Linked DNA regions of Sus scrofa: region 1 is linked to region 2. A link is a contact called in public Hi-C data. All regions are on one chromosome and are shown on one strand. Each heading gives the region's core, a stretch centred on a gene start, on an enhancer-like site or on the middle of the called end of the contact. The rest is flanking DNA. Distances are from core to core; before and after follow the strand shown. Region 1 has its middle 16 kb from the start of EMC8. Region 2 holds the start of FOXF1 (forkhead box protein F1).

Region 1 (6,760 bases), core at 1,408-3,907, 520 kb before region 2:
TTTCATAGGTTTAGGAATAGGCCACAGGGAGGTTAAGTGACTTGTTTAAGGGCACACAGCCAGTAGAGTCGCTGCTGGGATTTGAATTCTAGTTAGCCTACGCTGGAGCCCACTAAATGCCTGTTGAGTTGCCTCTGTACAACTCCTGGCATGTCGTAGGTGCTCGTGCTTGTTTATTCAACAAACAAACCTGTCCAAACCCTAGGAATGGGGCAGCCTCTCAGGGCCTTTGCAAACTGTTTCCACATCTTTTGTGCTCTAACCACGCTTTCTCCCCACCCCTCAACCAGACCAAAAGTCAGCAGCAAAACCAGCTCAGCTCGGACGTCTGCTGCACTCCAGGTGACGGGGGACCTCCTGAGCCTTCCTTTCCTAGGCCCTCGCTGGGGGCAGCACCCCGCTTGGGGTGGATGTTTGGAATCTCACGCCTCCATAAAACGTAGGCGTGCTTTTGCCAGATTCAGCCCTGCACACCAGCAGGCGTGCGCCGGGGGAAGCGTGGAGGCAGGATTGCCATCCGCAGGGATTACAGACCCTTCGAGAATCTGCTAGACTGTCCTGTGGCCACTCACAGACACACACGCGGCGAATCCTGGAACAAGTTACTGCTAGTCTGAGGCAGGTCTGAGGGTGAGCGCGCCCAGCTTAGCTTGCTTTTCCCAGGATTGTCCCAGTTGTAGCCTTCGAGCCCTGCATCCCTAATGTCACTGATCTTACTGTGGCAAAAAATAGCTCTTTGGGGAGTTCCCATCGTGGTTCAGCGGTTAATGAACCCCGGCGGCATCCGTGAGGACGCGGGTTCAATCCCCGGCTTCACTCAGTGACGGGTCAAGGATCCGATGTTGCAGTGAGCTGTGGTGTAGGTCGCAGATGTGGCTTGGATCCTGCATTGCTGTGGCTGTGGCTGTGGCCAGTGGCTACAGCTCCGATTGGACCCCTAGCCTGGGAATCTCCACATGCCATATGCTGCAGGTGCGGCCCTAAAAAGACAAAAGGCAAAAGGCCAAAAAAAAAAAAAAAGCTCTTTGGAATTTCTATGATCTGCTGAAAAAAAGCTGAAAACAGAACACTTAGGGTGTCCTGACAAAGCCCTGGCAGGAGCAGGGGATAATCCTCAGACGCAGGACCCCTGTCCCTGAGCTCCTTGGTCCCAGGACTGAGAGCTGCTTCCCCAGCTAAGGAGCCCGGTTCACTGCCGGCGTCCCTCCTGGTAAGATGCCGGGATCTTACCAGGAAACTCAGGGGAAACAAGTCTCTATGCCAGTGTTGTCCGCTCAGGCCACGCCTAGGGTCCCCTAGGCAGGTGTGTGAAGGTGCTGAGGCGGGGTCTTACCTCGGGGGCACTTGCAGGGTTTAAAGTCTGCCCCAGGTGATTCAAGTGCAAGTTCAAACCTCTGCATTCATTCCCACGTTGCCTGGGAAACTGGGTGAAAACAGAGACCTCTGCCTAACTGAGGGCTGCTGGACCAGGATCTCTAGGGGCACAAAGCGTGCTCTGGAGGCCAGGCCTTTAACAAAGGGGGGCCCCGGGTGCTGCAGCAGTCTGGCGGTGGTGGGGTGGGAAGGTCGGTCAATGCAGAGGTCCTCTTGCGAAGGAGGAACCCTCCCACCCTCCTCCCGTGGGCATCTGAATCTGACAGTGTCACAAAACTGGCTGCCACACCCCAAATGAACACCAGGTGGCATCCGGGCTCCATCCTTGTCCTGGAGCCCCAGTGGCTGGCTCTGCAGTAAAAGCAATTTTTCCTTCTTGTCAGACTTGTCTGCTCAAAAGTTGGCCAGGGGGTTTGTGCAGCCTGGAGTGCAGGGCAGTGACCGGAATTGTGCTGCCGGGTGTGTGGCATGCCTTCCAAAGTCTTGTGTTTGATGGTGAAAATCCATGGGAATTTGCTCTTTTGCCCCATGATACTGCCGTGTCTGTTTTGATACAGAAATAATTATTTCCGCGCATCGGGAGTAAAATTGCCCCCCCCCACCCCCCAGGCAGATCCACTGGCTCTTCCAGGCTTTTCAGATCAGCCTCCCGACACTGGCAAGGGACGAACTGAGCTTCACTGTCTCCCCCTTCGTCCATTTCCTCGTTGGTGCCAAACTCCTGGCATGGGAAGGACAGGACCCCCCCACCCCCACCCCCATCTTGGGGAATCGGGTGACACGCGTTGTCATCGGCTCAGTAAATTCCACTGTGTCATCGCGTTGCCGGTGAGCTGCTTCCCACCTCCACGCTTTGAGGGCGAATGTTATGTAACAGGACCGAAAACCGCCTGCGAGGCGGCGTGGAGGGCTCCCTTCAGAAAGGGGGAAACAGAAACTCAGGGAGCCTGGGGGCCGTGGGGGATGGTGGTGGCACAGCATGGAGCCCCTCTCCGCCGGGGTTCTGGTCTGCCCAGCAGCCCGGGAGTGTCCTGCCCTCTTCCTGCCTGGTTTCGTTGTTGGAGAGGCTGTCCCTGGGGAGTTGGCAGGACCCCTGAGCACATCCCGAGGCTCTAGCCACGCAGAGCAGCAGCTCCCTAAATGCCACGAGTTCCAGGACCCTCGCTGCTGCTTTGTCCTCCAGAGTCCGTGTGATGGTGACGGGGCACCTGCTATGGAAATGCCAGGTTTTAAGGGGGCAGCAAAGTTCCCAGTTTCCTTTTCAGAGCCTTTGGCTCAGCCTCCTTGCCTTCCTGCCAAGAGGGTGGAGCCTTGCAGCCGCCTCCAGGGCCAGTGCCCTTCCTGCTGCGGCCCACTGCCACTGGGAGAGGCGCATCTGCTCGGAGCCTTGACAGACTGGGGTCGTGCTTCTGGCCCTGGGCTCTGCGGACCTCCAGTGTGTGTGGGGGTGGCCTAGGGGGCTGCGTGTGTGCGTGTGCTGTGTGTGTGGTTAGTTTCTCAAAAGCCACAGGAATAAACAGGACATGTATTCTTGGGGCATTATTTTCAAAGTTTTGGAAAAAGGTTCCTGTTGTTTACAAGTAGAAGAAACAAGCATACACCACAAAGTGGAAAGAGGCTCCTTCCACTTTAAAGATAAAACAGACGACTTTAAAGAGATTCGCATGGCGGCCGGTTGGAGCCCCCTCCCCTTGGTGGGGGGGTCTCCTCTGCTGAGAGTGACTTGAAAAGTTCATCTATCAACTCCACCCGTTTCTCGAGTACTGTGTACAAGGCCCTGGGCCAGACACGGACGGGTGGAAAGTGGAAGGTGCAGCTCCTCCTGCTCCTGAGGATCTGGTGGTCCAGGGAGGGGTCTTGGCTACATCTCCACTCTCCTCCGCCTCACCACTCTCTCCAGCATCGCCGTCATTGTGATCCTCTTCCTCATCCCCATCCCCATCCCCACCCCCACCGCCACCCCCATCCCCATCCCCACCCCCATCCCCATCCCCGTCCCCATCGCCACCGCCACCCCCATCCCCATCCCACCCCCATCCCCATCCCCGTCCCCCTCACCATCCTCGCCGCATCCTCATCCTCTCCAGCATCTCCTTCACCATGATGCTCCTCCCCATCCCCATCCCCACCGTCATCCCCAGCTTCATCCTCCTCCCCCACCGTCTCCAGCCTCAGCATCACGACCACCACCTTCTTTCTTCTTCTTCACCATCATAAGCTCCGAAACACCTGTGTCTGTTTTGTTCCCCACTGTTCCCCTAGCTTCTGGGGTATTGTCTGGCATATATTAGATACTCGATAAATATTTGCTGAGCGGGTGTCTCATCGTCATATAATAACGCTCCCCTCTGTGTTGCGTACTAGCCCAGCTACAGCTTCCTGCAGTCCTGGGAGGTAGGAAGTGTAGCTGTCTCTTCCAGATGGGGACACCGAGAGAAACTGAACAACTTCCAAGGGCTGTACCCCAGTAGATGATGGGGTTAGTGTCTAGACCCTGATCCATGCACCTGCAGTGCCTGGCCTCCCACCTTGAACCACGGTGGCCTGAGGCTCCTGGCAGAGCTGTGGGGTAGGACTTAAGCTCAAAGGGCATGGGCTCTTGAGGCTGGCTTGGTGAGGGGTGGCTTTGAGTTAGTTTCTCCATGGACGCTGAGGTAGTCCGTGTCCAGATGCCAGAGGGCCTGAGCTGGAGGTGCCCACGTGGGTTTCAGAAGGTGTGACCTGCAGGAGGTTTCATAGCAATTCCATGTTTGGGGCTTCTTGGCCAGTGGCTATGTTGGCTTCTGGTGCTTCCCAGGCATTTCTGTACCCGCTGTGGCCATGCCAGGCTGGAGGGGGGCTCTTGGGTTTTCCCTTTGATCAGGAGCCTGCTGGGGTCACCTGCAAAGTAGTCACAAGGCTGCCCTGGAGGACTTTCCCAGCCATTAGGGCCACCACTTCCTCAAACCTCCCTGAGGTCCCCTGGAAAACACCAGCGTGGGAGCCACATGGGTCTGGAGAGCCACTGTTCTGGGGCCGCAGGGGAGACGGGCTGGAGAGACTGGGCACCCACCTGCGGGGCCTGGACGCACTCAGCTCGTAGCCAGGTGGCAAGGCTGTGTGGTGTATGAGCGTCCTGGGCTCTTGCACTGATGACCCCACTCTGGGGGCGCTTAGAGAGATAGGAGTTTATTTCTCCGCCGTCCTGGAAGCCAGAAGTCTGAAGTCAGGGGGTGGCAGGACCAGGCTCCATCTCGAGGCTCAGGTGCGGGTCCCTCCTGCTTTTTCCTGGTTCTGGGGGCTCCTGGCCGCCTCCCTCCAGTCTGTTTTGTCTTCACAGGGCCTCTTCCCTGTGTCCGTCTGATCTCCCCTCCTTCCTCTTCTAAGGACACGTGGCATTGGATTTAGGGCCACTGGCCTGTGTGACCCCATCTTAACCAAGTACACCTGCAGAGACCATTCGCTGGTGAGGCCACACAGGCACCAGGGCTGAGGACCTCACCAACTTCAACATATCTCCTGGGGACATAATTCAACCCCAAACAGATGGCACGGCCACCTTTAGGCCCGCCCTGCGGGCAGCACCAGGCTTGCCAGGTCTCACCCACGACGGTCATGGCAACCACGTGAGCTTATGCTTCGCTGAGGAGTTGGCTTCTTCTCGGACCCGGCCACCTTCGTTGCCCTTCCTTCAGCACCACTTGGATTTCTGCTGGGGACCCGTCACCCCCCAGGCCAGGGCTGGGGTGGGACCTGGCCTGCGTCCACCCGACCGTCCTGGTCCTCTGCCGGGAGGGTTTGGGCACGTGACCCGCATCACACCCCCGGATGCCAGGGCCTCTCCCCTTTCTGCCGCATCAGGAACGGTGAGGCTGTGAGGCTAGACCCACGGCAGGCGCTGCTTGTTCTGAGTCCCTGACACTGACGAAGCCAAAGAGGGTTGTGGCACCCCAGCTGCAGAGAGACCTGGGCCCTGCAGTCAGCCTGCCCTGAGCCAAGTGTCTCCAGGAACTTTTGCTTCCGTGAACCAATAAATTCCTTTTTTCTCCTATATTTACTCCAGTCAGTTTAACCAAGATAATTTTTTTTTCTTTTTAGGGCCGCACCTGTGGCATATGGAGGTTCCCAGGCTAGGGGTTCAGGCGGAGCTACAGCTGCCGGCCTACACCACAGCCACAGCAACTCGGGATCTGAGCCGTGTCTGTGACCTACACCACAGCTCACAGCGACGCCGGATCCTTTAAGCCACTGAGAGAGGCCAGGGATCGAACTTGCGTCCTCATGGTTCCTAGTTGGATTCATTTCTGCTGTGCCAGGACGGGGACTCCAAGCTGGATAATTTTTTGTGTGTCACTCATCACGGAAAGAGTCCAACGCACAGATTCAGTCACCACCCCTTTGAGAATCCACCGAGAGCTGAGTATCGCCTCCCTAGACGTGTGTGGAATCACGGACAGGCACAAGCTCGTGATCGCGCGCTTAGCCTCCGGGGAGCTTTTAAGATTTTCTGGATGCCAAGAGTCTCAGGCTGAAGTTGATCTGAAAAAAATGCTGCAAAATTCTTGCCAGCCTGCCTTGGCTCTGAAATCGGATGAGACGTTGTCACTGCTGATCTGGTCCCCACCTCGTCCCGAAGCACAGATGAACAGCTCAGGTTCAGAGACGTGGGCTGTGTTGGGGTAAACACTCGCCTGCTTCCCTGGGCAGGTGTACCTTGCTTCATTGGGCTCCACACACAGGTGGTTTTTTTTTTTTTTTTTTTTTTTTTTTTTTTTTTTTAAGACACATTGAGGAGTTCCCTTCATGGCTCAGTGGTTAATGAATCCGACTAGGAACCATGAGGTTGCGGGTTCGATCCCTGGCCTTGCTCAGTGGGTTGAGGATCTGGCGTTGCCGTGAGCTGTGGTATAGGTTGCAGATGTGGCTCAGATCCTGAGTTGCTGTGGTTGTGGTGTAGGCCAGCAGCTATAGCTCCGATTAGACCTCTAGCCTGGGAACCTTCAGATGCTGTGGGTGCAGCCCTAGAAAAGGCGGGAAAAAAAAAAAAAAAAAAAAAGACACATCTAAGGCTCGAGGCAATGATTCATTGGATAAGTCCATCGGTGCCCCTTTTCCAACAGCATTTGTTCACTTCGTGTGTCATATTTTGCTAATTCTTGGCAACATTTCAAACATTTTCCTTATTTATTTGCTTTGGTGCCGTGTGATCAGTGATCTTAAATGTTAACCGTTATAATTTTTTTTTGTCTTTTTAGGGCCGCTCCCGCGGCATATGGAGGTTCCCAGGCTAGGGGTCGAATCGGAGCTGTAGCCACCAGCCTACACCAGAGCCTCGTCTGCGACCTACACCACAGCTCGTGGAAACGCTGGATCCTTAACCCACTGAGCAAGGCCAGGGAGCAAACCT
Region 2 (6,650 bases), core at 2,375-4,874:
ACTAATGCAGAGCAGGGGCGGTGGCGGCAGCAGCGGGAGGGGTGGCTGCCCTCGAGGTGGGTGGTCGGCGGCCACCCCGGCCCCCACCCCTGCGGCCGGCCCAGGCACAATCCGAGCTGGATCTGGTTCCCTGCTCGGGTTACGGCGAGCTCTCGGCCCGGCGGCTTCACTTAAGCAATTAGCCAGTAAAAATACCTTGGGCTTGGGGAGTGGGAGACAGGGCATTCGCGTCTGTTTTTACACCCCCTCACCCCCGGTTTTGGGATTCCTGGGGCGGGCGCGGGGACGGAGACTTGATTTGGGATGGGAGGGGTTCTCGATGGATCTTTAAGCCACAAAGCCGCCCCCTCCCTGCTGCGTTTTCTCCCAGTCATCCCTGGGGGCCCCTGGGGGTTTGTCTGCTGCTGTCTGTTTGGCGAGCCGGTCTCTCCCTGCACAGGCCTGGCCAATCCTCCCACAGCTCTAAGAAACAGCTGCCATCAGTTGTCCCATTCTTCAGATGAAGAGACTAAGTTACAGCTTGGGGATTAGAGCTGATAACACTGCATTTATCCTCGAGTGTGGCTAAGAGAGACCTTAGAGGTTCTCTCCACAAAGAGAAACGGTAACTATGTGATCAAATGGAGGTCATTTTCAACACATACACGTGGAAGTCAACACTGCATGCCGAAAGCTTACCCAGTGTTACCAGTACATTCTATCTCAATAAAGCCGGGGGGAGGGGCGGGAATATACTAACAAGACCCCCTAAAAGACAAACAAACAAACAAAAACACAAGAAACTAAGGCACAAGTGGCTTCTGCAACATCCTTTCACAGTGGAAGCTGGATTCAAATCCGGACCATGACTGCAAGCCTGCAGGTGGAGGGCCTCTGCGCCGTTCTCTGGAGGCTTAACCCCCGGTCCTGCTCAGCCCTAGATGTGTGCCCTGGCTCTACAGGGTGACCTAGGACGTGGGGTAATGTTCCCGGGCCCATCTGCAAAGAGAGGGATAATACTGACCCTGTAGGGGCATCTGAAGTTTCAAAAAGTCTCTGTGGGGCGCTTAACCAGGGTCCTGGGTTCATGGCTGGGAGGGTGCGGGTTCATGGATGGGCTAGGGGTATTTGGTGAAACCTTGAAAATTATGCTACAAATGCTGCAGGTAAGCACCTTCTGGAAGGGGCAGGTATAGGGCTGTAGTTTTCCGTAGTTTATCAAAGGGACTCACAGCCCAGAGAAAGGTTAAGAACCTGGCGGGGGAGGGGGGGTTATAATCCGAGGCTCAATACCAGGTGTGTGGCTGGCATCCAGAAAGTTCTATTATTATCGTGTCTGTGGTGGTCAGTTCTGCAATGGGCTTCTCTGTGCCCTTGAGCCTAGGACGCCAGAGGTGTGCAGGAGGCAAGAGAAGGCAAGAGAACCCCACTCGTTCCACTCTGGGCCTGTGATGAGGCATCTGGGAGGGAGATGCCAGGGCAGTTGGCCCGTGCGTGTGGAACAGCACCACGGAGGTATGTTCGCTCAGCAGCACGGCTGACCCAGGGCTCCAGTTTCCCCGTGGATAAAACGCAAGATCAGGCGGGACTTTTCAGGGGCATCCTAAGAGCCAAAAGCTTGGTCTCTGGGCATCTGGAAAAGCCCTCCTTGCCAAGGTGGTGGTTCGTCCCAGAACCGGGGGAGGGGGTGTCTCTGAATCCTGGAGCTGAAGCTCATCCCCCTCCTCTTCACGCCCACCTTGGTAGAGAGGAGGGGTGGGGGGCGCCTCCATCTGCCAGAGTCCCCAGCCCTCTGAGCCCCCTCCCTGGGCACCGTCAATGCCAACTGCAGTGTCACTGTCAGAGCCTGAGGGCTACGTGGAGGCCAGGTGGGGCCCCACCTCCACACTTAGGCCCAGGAAGGCCAACGCTTCCCATCCCCAAAGGCAGAGGAGCCCCAGAAGGAGCCTGTGAGAACCGGCGACTGAGAACCAGGGCACGAGGGAGGAAAGCTGACCTGGGGGTTAGCCAAAAATGGACTCTGCAGCTCCCTCCCAACTGGAGAGGGCGAAGAGGAAGGGGGCTACTGGGAAAAAGGCCCCCACCTTCACGACAAAGCCCCTCACTTTTGGAGGCACCCTGTCAGTGGGGGAGGAGCGAGGGAAAGGGAGGGGTTCCTATTACATTCTGGGAGTTTCGGGGCTTTGCGCTGCACCCCAGGCTGGCTTGGGAGCCGGGCAACCTCCTCTGCTCGCCTCTCTTTTAAAAGCCAGATGTGCTCCCAGCAGCTGGAGGTAGCGACCCTTCGCGGGAACTTCCCTCCCGGCGGCGGCGCCGCGGGGCCTCCTATCCTGCAGCTGCCGTTTGGCGGAAAAAATAAAGTGACGGGGAGAGCCTGTGAGAATGCGTGTGGGGACGTGTGCGCGCGGGCGCGTGGAGCGGCCAGGCGTGCGACTGCGTGTGCACGTGCGGCTGGCTGTGCGTGGGTGAACGCAAAAGGGCAGGAGTGTGTGCACACAACCGCAAACGCGTCCTCGGCGGTGGGCAGGCCTGAGCGTGGGCGCGAGGGTTGGGGCGCCTGAGCTGCGCGAGGCGCCTTCGCTGGGAAGAGGTAGGGAGGCCGTGCGCGGTGCTCAGTGTGTGCCTGTGGTCGGTGGGCGCTGGCTGGGCGCTGGGAAGCGGGACTGGGTCTGCCCGCACGGCTACCTGCGCGAAGATACAACCGCACTCGACTCGGCCACCTCCCCCACGGAGCCTTCCCCAGCCGCGCCGAGGCCGGGAGAGCCAGGCGGAAGCGCTGCGCAGAGAAGGTGGCTCTCTGGTCTCCCGAGAGAGCGCGCGCTCGGCCGGGACCGACCACAGCCGAGACCCCCTGCTCCTCACACGGACGTGCCAGGCGCCCTGAAGGTGACCAGGCGTCTACCGCCTCGGCTGAAGGCGTCGGAGCGAGGAGGCAGGTCCCGGGTGACAAGGAGGCCGGAGAATCCGAGGGGCCCACAGGCTTTGAAAAGCGCCGCGGGCCGCACTCCGAGCCTGGCATCCGCCTCTCGCCCCCAGCTCGCGCCAGGGCACTGCGTTCAGGGTCCCGTCGTGGACCCGAGAAAACACCCCTCGCCTCGCTCCTCCCAAGTCTGTGAGCAATCAAACAGCACTCACCTGGGTCCCCGCGTGCGGCGTTGCGCCCGGCTCCTGCGCTGTTCCGCGCTGGGCGCCACTGTCCCCCCACCCCGTCCTAGCCCGCACCCCAGCGCTGGGAGGTTGGCGGGGGAAGACGTTCGTGCGAGCCCCCTGCTGCAGGCAGCCCGGCGCGCGGGGGCCTCCCGGGCCCGCGCTCCCCGCCCGCGCAGGCTGCCTTCCGGAACCTGGCCTGGCGCGCAGTGTCAGAGGCCCCCGTGGCGGCGGCAGGCCGAGCCCACAGGGGCATTAGGCCAACTCCCCCCCGCGCACGCGGAATTCTCTATTATTATTATTAAAGAATCCCCCCCAGAACTTGTTTACGTTGAGCCATGTAAACTTCCTGCCAGGGCCTTTACCATCTGCGAGAAATCGGAATCTGCTCTTGGAAGTGGGGACACCGGGGCTGCGGGGCCAAATAGGCGGGTTTTCAGTGTGTGTGTGTGTGTGTGTGTGTGTGTGTGTGTGTGTGTGTGTGTTGGGGGGGTGTCCAACTGAGTTGTGTGGACTCAGATCAGAGTGTGGCTAGTGTACACACGAGTGGGACTGGATGCAAACTGACGCTCCTGTGGGCCTTTCGTGCGTGCGTGGGCGAGCGCGTGAGTGGGAACGCTCATGCCTGAGCGCCGCGTGTGCGCGACTGGGAACGCACGCGTGGGTGCGTCCGTGTCTGTATGTGTGCGCACGAGTGAGGGAATGAGCCGGGTCGCTTGGTCCGGGAGCCCGGGAAGTGTGGGTCCCCGCAGGGCCAGCGGTTCTCACTTGCTCCCCGAACCGCCCGCGGCGCCGGAGACAAAGCGGGAACGACCCGCCCTGCGCTTTCGTTTTCCGCCCGCGCTCGGCTCCGCCGGCTGCCCGCCTGCTTGCGCGTTGCTGGGCGAGTCCGAAAAGTCCCGGGCGCGGCGCAGTCCTTCCCTGGGCGGGGAGAAGGGGTAGGCGGTCCCTCGCGGGAACACACGCCCGCCGGCCGCGGGGACCCGGGGACCCGTAGCCAAGCCGACTGTGCCCACGATGGCCCCGACCCGGCGGCCCCGGCCTCCGCTACAGCTGCGATTTGCCACCGAGCAGTACGGCTCCGGGAAGGCCCGGGTACCGGGGCGCCTTTTCCTCCGCACCGCCCGAGCAGGGAAGGCGGGGGCCTACGCGCAGCTGGGCTGAACGGCGGGCGGAGGGCGCATTAACACTTGCTCGCCAGGTTGGTGCAGGCGGGGCGGGTTCTGCCGGCGGCCGCTGGGCGGCGAGGGTGGGGGCCCTTTAAGCGCCCACCGCCGAGGGGGCCGGAGGGGGGCAGGGAGGGGAGGGAACTCCTGGAGGGTCTTACTCTGGCCCGTGAGACGCCGCTGAGAGACGAGGCAGAAAGGGCGGCCTCGGCTGGAGTCTAGGAGCCGAGCGCCGCGGGTGGCGGGGACCGAACGGTGCTCCCCGCGGGGGCGCACAGCCGCAGGCCCGAGAGGTGGTGCCTCCCCCCAAAACGGTGGGGGGGGGGGCTTCCTCGCGGCCTCCGCCCAGGCTGCAAAGAGGCTGCTCTCAGCCTCCGCTCGGCTCCTTCCCTTGTGGGAGGGCGAGAGAGAAAGAGGGAGGAGAGTAGGTGGGGGAGGAGGGAGCTGGGGAGAGAGGGGGCTGTGAGCCAACCGCCCGCGGATCCAGCAGCTCTTCGGGGAGGACGAGCGCGCAGGCGGGGGAGGGCGCGCCGAGGCTCGCTCGGGAGAAGTGGCCGCGGATGACGGCAGAGGTGCAGCCAGCCCCGCGCGCGCAGCCCCCTCCCCCTCCTCCCCCTCCTCCTCTTCCTCCTCCTCCTCCTCCTCCCCGTTTGTCCGCGGCGCAGAGCAGCGGCGGCAGCGGCGGCGGCGGCAGCAGCCACCCGATGTCTTCGGCGCCCGAGAAGCAGCAGCCACCGCACGGCGGCGGCGGGGGAGGCGGCGCGGCCATGGATCCCGCGTCGTCCGGCCCGTCCAAGGCCAAGAAGACGAACGCCGGCATCCGGCGCCCCGAGAAGCCGCCCTACTCGTACATCGCGCTCATCGTCATGGCCATCCAGAGCTCGCCCACCAAGCGCCTGACGCTCAGCGAGATCTACCAGTTCCTGCAGAGCCGCTTCCCCTTCTTCCGCGGCTCCTACCAGGGCTGGAAGAACTCCGTGCGCCACAACCTCTCGCTCAACGAGTGCTTCATCAAGCTGCCCAAGGGCCTCGGGCGGCCGGGCAAGGGCCACTACTGGACCATCGACCCGGCCAGCGAGTTCATGTTCGAGGAGGGCTCCTTTCGGCGGCGGCCGCGCGGCTTCCGAAGGAAATGCCAGGCGCTCAAGCCCATGTACAGCATGATGAACGGGCTCGGCTTCAACCACCTCCCGGACACCTACGGCTTCCAGAGCTCCGCTGGCGGCCTCTCGTGCCCGCCCAACAGCCTGGCGCTGGAGGGAGGTCTGGGCATGATGAACGGCCACTTGCCGGGCAACGTGGACGGCATGGCTTTGCCCAGCCACTCGGTGCCCCACCTGCCCGCCAACGGCGGCCACTCTTACATGGGCAGCTGCGGTGGGTCCGCGGCCGGCGAGTACCCGCACCACGACAGCTCCGTGCCCGCCTCCCCGCTGCTGCCCGCGGCTGCCGGCGGGGTCATGGAGCCCCACTCGGTGTACTCCGGCTCCGCGGCCGCCTGGCCGCCCTCCGCCTCCGCGGCCCTCAACAGCAGCGCCTCCTACATCAAGCAGCAGCCCCTGTCCCCCTGCAACCCCGCGGCCAACCCCCTGTCTGGCAGCCTCTCCACGCATTCCCTGGACCAGCCATATCTGCACCAGAACAGTCACAACGCCCCAGCGGAGCTGCAAGGTGAGTGGGGAGCCGGTGCGGGGTGGGCATCTGGGCGAGCACCCTGCACGGAGCCGCTGACGCCCTGGTCCTCAGCCTGCGGCCGCGTCCATCCACTACCAACCCGGTACCAACCCCGATGCCGCGGCGAGTCTCTCTCGGCCCCACCTCCCCCATTTGAGGGGTGCGTGCAGCTCCGGTTTAGACCAAGATACAGTGTTTCTCTTTTTCTATTTCAACTTCCAGCTGCTGGCTGCCCCAGCCTAGCCAGGTAGGCCCATCCTCACCAAAACAATTCAGACCCCAATATTCTGAGTCCCTTTGGGTCCCTCAGCAAGTGCCCAGGATGGAGCCAGGCCCGGCCCTGGCCAGCTGGCTCGCCCTCCCCAGTTGACCCAGAAAGCTGCGGAGAGCCGCCTCTGCTCTGAGCCGGGCAGGCGGGACGGAAGAGTTAGGCCCAAAGCCGGCCGGGCCCGGCGCTCAGAGCCTGGCCTTTCAGGGACCGAGGCCCGGCTGTGTGAACGCTGCGCGGGCATTTTGTGGCGACGGTGGCAGAGAGGGGCCCAGATCGAGGGTCAGATGGAGTTGCAGGTCCCACACCTTCTTCCTCGGCATCCAGGTTCTTCCAGGTCCCCAGGTATCCCCCCACCCCGACCCTTGAGAAAAAAGAGGCACAGCTTTCTCCTCTGAACTCTCCATCTCAGCACC

The links. A called contact is a pair of places that touch in the nucleus more often than the background predicts.
Region 1: a Hi-C map of subcutaneous adipose tissue shows a contact between it and region 2, with 2.7 times the contacts expected there. The contact joins the enhancer-like site here to the promoter of FOXF1 in region 2. A contact is called at or near these places in 3 of 5 promoter capture datasets (fetal skeletal muscle and liver), 16 of 47 Hi-C or Micro-C datasets (alveolar macrophages, brain, embryonic fibroblasts and 11 more) and 1 of 2 datasets of contacts at active chromatin or transcription factors (alveolar macrophages).

What each region holds. Positions count from the first base shown.
Region 1 is chr6:3,118,503-3,125,262 of Sscrofa11.1, reverse strand. No RefSeq gene overlaps it. Among named protein-coding and RNA genes, the nearest start is that of EMC8, 16 kb to the left of the region's middle. Within about 2 kb of position 2,657, at least 38 of the 83 cell types and tissues checked have an H3K27ac peak or open chromatin away from gene starts, as enhancers often do. A contact at or near this core is called in alveolar macrophages, brain, liver and 4 more, where this site is marked.
Region 2 is chr6:2,595,096-2,601,745 of Sscrofa11.1, reverse strand. FOXF1 (forkhead box protein F1) reads left to right here and starts at 3,624. Exons shown (of 3, transcript XM_021093697.1): 1 at 3,624-4,327; 2 at 4,963-5,963. The coding sequence starts at 4,997.